2 separate regions of the Ovis aries genome follow, and region 2 is linked to region 1. Evidence: chromatin contacts called from public Hi-C data. All regions are on one chromosome and are shown on one strand. Each heading gives the region's core, a stretch centred on a gene start, on an enhancer-like site or on the middle of the called end of the contact. The rest is flanking DNA. Distances are from core to core; before and after follow the strand shown. Region 1 has its middle 24 kb from the start of ARHGEF7. Region 2 overlaps ARHGEF7 (Rho guanine nucleotide exchange factor 7).

Region 1 (3,151 bases), core at 630-3,129:
AGACCAGCGTCTAACAAGCAGCAAGAGTGTGCAGTCTTTCTGTGAGATAGTGTATCACGCACACACTGTCACGGAAGCGTTTGCGAATCACCCAGAAGATTTGGTTTCTGTTCAGCCCCCATTACCCCTGTCTGACTTAGAGTTAACATTCCCTATAACGGGTCACTTTCGACCAGAAGTTCAGCCTCTTCTGTAAGTTTAATTTCCTGAGGAAGCTTTTTTCAACATTTGTGGGCAAGGGCGAGATGCATGAATCCAAATGGATTTGGCTGGGACGGCATATTTCAGCCAAAAATTACTTCAGGGTACAACATGAAGCAAATTTTTGCCAGAAGATGGAGTCACTTCACCAGCCAATGTGATCTTAACACACCTGCGTCCCAGCCGAGGCCAGCAACCTAGACTCCAGGTAGCTGGTTGATCTGTACACTCTTGTCCTTCTCGGAAGAGCTCAAGTTTCAAATGCGAATGTCAGTCATCAGCTGTGATCACGCCTGCCCAGGAGCTGCGGTTTTCCCTGCAAGGTGTCTCCAAGGAATTCTGAAAGCAAACAGGCGTGGAGACCCGTCAGGCCCACGGCTGCCCTGTCCAAGCTCTAGCACTTCCCCGTCAATGAGAGAAAACGAGCCCGACTGCCTCAGGCGGCAGAGAGCCCTGGACAGTCAGCAGGGGTGGAGCCAGAGGGCTGGCTGCCTTGCTGGGTGCTCAAGGCAGAGCCACAGGTGTGCTGTGGAGGTGGGCACCTGCCCACGGAGCTTCACCTGCACAGTAGGACGGTGAGGTCTACAGCAGCGCCCACCCCTCCACGACCGGTGAGCTTCCAGAGTGCTCAGAGGCTGCGTTGGCAAGATGTACCGAAGCTGGCCCCTTCCAGGGCTCCGTGCCCAGTTGCCTCAGTCATGTCTGACTCTTTGCCACCCCATGGACTGTACCCTGCCAGGCTCCTCTGTCCATGGGTTTCCCAGACAAGACTACTGGAGTGGGTTGCCATGCCCTTCTCCAGGGGATCTTCCCAACCCAGGCGTCAAACCCGCATCTCCTGCATTGGCGGGCGGGTTCTGTGCTACTGAGCCACCAGGGAGGCCCCAAAGGGGATTCGGGGTAGACAGACTGCAGGATGGCTTCCCAACAAACAGGCGAGGCCACACCAGGCGGGCTAGGTCTCTGCTGTGGTGAGTAGAGGCTAGCGACGCCACTACACCCCACGGCCCAGGGCAGCCCCACAACGGAGAACGTCCTGGCAGAAAACAGTCAAGAGACTCTGTCTTCAAAAGTTCAGAGGCTGAGAGATAATTTATACCAGAACTTGAAGCAAACAGCTCATTTGCAACACTTAAGCAAAGAAAATCCTCCTCGTTCAAAACGATCCCAAAGGACAAAAAGCTGTAGATCACCCAGTAGGTGCCCATCTTGCGGAGAGCTTGAGGGGCGAGGGGCCGTTTCCTAGCTGTTGGCTTGAGGACAGGAGTCAGATTCGTCGACCGACACTCTGTGAAACGCCTTGGGAAGAATGTGCGCTGATTAGTGTGGGGACGAAAGAATGTTCTTGAACGTTCTCACTCTTAGTCACATGGGCTGGCCTCTCACTTCCTACTGGCTCAGGACAGGAGGCAGAGCTGACAGGGACCAGGAAATGCTTCCAGGCAGACAGGGCCCTGCCCAGGTTTTTCTTCTTCCGGTTCCCACCAAAATCAGTCACCTCCAAGATGCCAGTATGATGGCTTTGGAGCCAGATTCTTACAGTGGAAAAAACCTTAAATCAGCTCTAAGGGTGGATTAGTAAACTTCCAAGTATGTTGGAATCGGGAATCATAGCTTTAATACAGATTGTGACTCAGTATTATGACTCACCCCTGATGGAGAAAGCATTCTTGTGGAACAGATTGTTGGAAGGAGTTCTGAGGCTGGGTGGGCCCTGTGGATCCGTGAATGAGGACCTCACACAGAATGGGGGGTGGCGACTGGGGGAGGGGTGCCCCTCTTCCCTGTCCCTCAGGAGGGGGACCTCAGGCTGCAGTGACCAGCCCAGGGCTCTCTGCAGAGCCACCCTGCAGGACACACCTCAAGACAAGGTTTCCAAGAGGGGCAGGAGGGAGCACCAGACCCAACAGCCCACCGAGGGTCGCATGACACGTGAGCGCTCCTGTGGCTGGAGGAGTTGGGCCTGACGCCCAAGGTCGTGGGCCCTGAGGTTTTACACAGAGAACAGCCGCCCGCCGACCGTGTCCTTATTTCTGCCTTGCCTCCTTTATTAGTTACCTAAGGCCGTCGTGATGAGATGGTCGGATGGCTTCACCAACTCAGTGGACACGACCTTGAGCAAAGTCCGGGAGGCAGTGAAGGACAGGGGGGCCTGGCTGCCGCAGGCCATGTGGCTGCAGAGAGTCAGACATGCCTGAGCAACAGCAGCAGCAAAGGCGGCCACAGCGAAGAACCAGAGCCCGGGTGACTTCACACGGCAGAGGTGTGTCCCCCGACAGGTCTGGAGCTCAGAAGTCCGAGATCACGGCGTGCTGCGCGCCCCTGCGGTCTTGGGGCAGGGCTCCTCCCGCTCCCCCAGCTCCCAGGCCCAGGCTTCCGAGGACGGAGGCCACGTCACCCTCGCTCGGCTGCTGGGAGCCAGTGTGAGGAATCCCGCCCGTGACAAGGTCATGAGGAAGGAAGCTGACATACACAAGGCGTGCTCAGACTTCAGGGACCCTCTGGAAATTCCTAAGCATGTACCCCAACAAAAATCTGCCGGCTTTTGTGCTCTGCTTTTTCACTCTTCTGATATTTTCTGGAAAAAGTCAATTCAGGGCTTTAGTCTTCTGCATTTAAAAGAGTGTTTCAATCCAAAAAACCCTCTGATGGCTTTCTAGCCTGCCTGCAGGACTCGTACAGCTGCGCGTGTGATTGTTTGAGGCCTCCTGACCGCAGGGGGCACAGGAAGCTTAAAACATCCTAGGAATGTAGGGGCTTCTAAAGAGTCAAAATCATTAGAATAGGACTGATTAAAAGTTTCATTTGTTGAGTCAATATTTGCTGCCAAATTTTCACATCCTTTAGTTGTAGATATAGTTAGAAAAACAAGAAGTAGACCTTGTGTTAGCAACATTAGATCTTTGAGTTAAGTACCCTCTTTGTTGTGTCCCACTGCACCTTTGTTCTA
Region 2 (3,231 bases), core at 500-2,999, 73 kb before region 1:
GCTCCGAGACTCCCTCAGGGCACGTCCCTCCACCAGCTCTGTGACTCTTGAGGGCGTGCCCATCACCAGCTCTGTGACCCCTGGATCCCCTTCGTAAAGGGAAAGACCATGTTACTCTCAACCTCTCCCCCCAAAGGGCCCAGCGCTCTCTTGGCCCCAGAGGGACTGCTCGGCCTCCCCAGCACTCAGGCCCAGGGGCCAGAGCCAGGGCTGCCCCTGGACGGGCTGGCGGGGACTGCTGAGTCCAGCCAAGCTGCAGACTAAGGCACACTTCCCAGCAGCCATGTCTGTGACGCAGGCAGCTGGACACCAGCGCCGCGCCCTCGGCTGGTTCTACCCAGGGACAGATTAACAGGAGGGTGTTCAGAGGAGGGTTTTATTTGCACCCTATTCCCTGAATACCCCGATAACACTATCTTCTGGGGCTGTGGTGAGGACTGAAAGTCACAGATAAAAAGAAGTTTATATAGGAAGCAGAACACAAAAGCTTGGCTATTACTCTTAACTGTATTCTAATAATGAACAAATGCTGTTTTTCTGATCAACTACAGAATAAAGAGCACCAATGAGATACCACTTGACAACCATTAGGATGGCTACTGACAAAATTAAAAAAAAACAGGAAACAAGTGTTGGCAAAGACATGGAGGAACAGGAGCCCCGTGCCCTGCTGTGGGGTGTGAGAGCCACTGTGTGCGACGCACAGTAGGGCCTCAAGACCTGAACGGAGTCCCCGTATGAGCTGGCAGTTCCGCTCCGAGCTACGTACCCACGAGACCCGAAAGGACTCAGACGGACACCTGCAGCCCCACGTGCAGTGACATCAGTCACCAGAGCCCAAAGCCAGAAACAACACAGTCCAGCAGCAGCAGCAGGACAGACGCGATCTGGCCGTGAAATCACACACACACGCATACTGGTCTCTGCCCCCAGGTTCCTGGCCAAAGGCTCCTGACCCTTTGGGGTGTCCTGACGAGGCCACTGGGAGCAGCCACGCCTTGGAGCGCCTGCAGTGCCACGACGCGATCACACCTGAGCAGAAATGCAAGCAATGCCAGGACCACCACTCCCTTCCAAAATTAGATAGGCCTTGCAATAATTCTTTAAATTCAAGAAACTGCTAAGCAACTACAGAAAACGTACAGAAGGGGATGCATTCCAAAGTGCCACACCAGTGCAAAGACACGGACAAATCACTCAGCATCACATGACTGGCAGAAGCACCCACGGTAAGAAGCTACACAGCCAGCGGCATACAGCAAGCTTCAAGCCCCCAAAAGGATGACGAACTACACCTTATACAAATGTGTAACGACAAAGTAAGAACTAACAGACGTGACAGGTTTCTCCTCACAGACGGTAAAGAACAGAGTGAGTCTGTTTTCAACTGCTGGTGTCACGATGGCAGGAGACGCCGGCCTGAGTGCGGAGCCCCTTCTCCAGCCCCCAGTGTGGCCAGGCTCTCACCCTCCGCCAGGGCTGGACCACTCCCAGCTGGGACTCCCAAGCCCGGCCCCGCCCCGGCCCCGCCCCGGCCCCGCCCCGGCCCCGGCCCGGCCCCGGCCCGGCCCCGCCCCGCCCCCGCCCCCGCCCCCGCCCCGGCCCGGCCCCGCCCCGGCCCCGCCCCGGCCCCGCCCCGGCCCCGCCCCGGCCCCGCCCCGGCCCCGCCCCGGCCGCCGACCACTCACCGCTGGGCTTGACCTCGCGCACGTAGTTGCTGGGGAACCAGCCGGTCCTGCCGTTGTGCGTGCCCTCCCACCAGCCCCCCTCCTCCACCCGCGTCACGTGGATGACGTCGCCTTTCGAGAAGGACAGCTCGTCCTCATTCGTCTGCTGGAAGTTAAACTTGGCTCTGACGACCAGCTGATTGTTGCTGTTGTCGGTCATGTCCTACAGGGGGAGAAGGGAGGGAGACATCATGAAGACAACACTCCGTCGCTGCGATCAGACCAGGTGCGACCCAGCACCGCAGCAGAGCCGCGGCACACGCGGGGCCGGCTGGAGACACGGGAGTCCCTGCCCCGACCGCCGCCCAGGCCCCGGCCCGGAGAAAACCCCGTTAACCGCCGGCAAGGCCTTACTCGGGCCACGTTAGCCCACAGAACACTCCACACACACGCACAAGCCCCTGCGCTCCACAGCCTCGGCGCGGGAGCCGGGCCCCGAGTCTCACCGTCCCCGTCCACAGTCAGGGTCCAGCAGGAACCCCGCAGACGCCCGGTCAACGAGCCTGGCCCCAGAACCACAGCCTACAACCCTCAGCCAGGACCACGGCGGCCTGACACAGATGTGAACAGGATCCCACGTCTTCCAGTACGCTCTCAAAAGTGTCTAAGAGCTAAGATGCCCCTTGTTCCACGAATAAACAAACTCGAGCTCGACTGAGAAGACAGATACCAACACTGAGGCGAAGCTCTCTCAAAACAGACGAATGAAACAGAAAATCTCAGAAATAGGGTAGAACTTACAAAACTTACTCAGACTGACATAGTGAAAAACAGAAAACTATGAGATCCCCGGGACCTGTGAGAAACGACAAAGATCTGACACTGGAACCACAGTCTTGTTAGAGAAAGGACACTGCTAAAAAGGAGTCTAAGAAGCACAGCTCAGCGTGTCCCAGATGTGCCGAAAGACTCAAGCACACGTCCAGAAGCTGAGTGAAGCCCAAACAGGAAACAAGATACCTGGGCCAATTCACGTCACACCTAAACTTGAGAAAACTGAAGACAGAGACTTTAGTATCTGGATAAAGACATCTGCAGAGACGCAAGAAGAGCACCTTTACTCAAGACGTTAATGTAAGACGCACCCCGCCAAAACAGGATTGACCGAGAGAAGATGAGGATGGAGGCAGTGGAGGGGTGGACTCGGGTCGCAGCCAGCCCACAGGCGCTGGTGCCGGAGGCCGAGGGGGCGTGTGAGCTCCCGGGGAAGAGGAAATCGGGACACCTTGAGCCGTCTGAAGGCCCAAGAGGAGCGTCTTTCGAAGAAGGCAGAGAGTAGACTGCCATCTGCCAAAGGCACACAGAATGCCGTCTGGGAAGGCCAGGCCCCACTGAGCCTGAGCCATGATGCTGCCGCACCACAGCCACCGCCGGCACAGGGGACGCGGGGGGGTGGGGGGGGGGGGGCTCGACGCCCCTCTCACTGCAGGGCAGCCACAGCCCAACACTGTGCTGTCGAACAACAGGCTTTACACAGGGCGTTTATCAGAGACACAGCCAAATA

The links. Hi-C and Micro-C count contacts between places; a contact is called where the count stands out from the background.
Region 2: a contact with region 1 is called in a Hi-C map of mixed tissues, with 3 times the contacts expected there. The contact joins two enhancer-like sites. A contact is called at or near these places in 5 of 16 Hi-C or Micro-C datasets (liver, mixed tissues, muscle and 2 more).

What each region holds. Positions count from the first base shown.
Region 1 is chr10:84,767,884-84,771,034 of ARS-UI_Ramb_v3.0, reverse strand. No RefSeq gene overlaps it. Among named protein-coding and RNA genes, the nearest start is that of ARHGEF7, 24 kb to the left of the region's middle. Within about 2 kb of position 1,879, at least 12 of the 54 cell types and tissues checked have an H3K27ac peak or open chromatin away from gene starts, as enhancers often do. A contact at or near this core is called in tail adipose tissue, where this site is marked.
Region 2 is chr10:84,841,004-84,844,234 of ARS-UI_Ramb_v3.0, reverse strand. It overlaps ARHGEF7 (Rho guanine nucleotide exchange factor 7), which reads right to left. Exons shown (of 21, transcript XM_042255073.1): 5 at 1,689-1,890. Among named protein-coding and RNA genes, the nearest start is that of ARHGEF7, 49 kb to the right of the region's middle. Within about 2 kb of position 1,749, at least 8 of the 54 cell types and tissues checked have an H3K27ac peak or open chromatin away from gene starts, as enhancers often do. A contact at or near this core is called in tail adipose tissue, where this site is marked.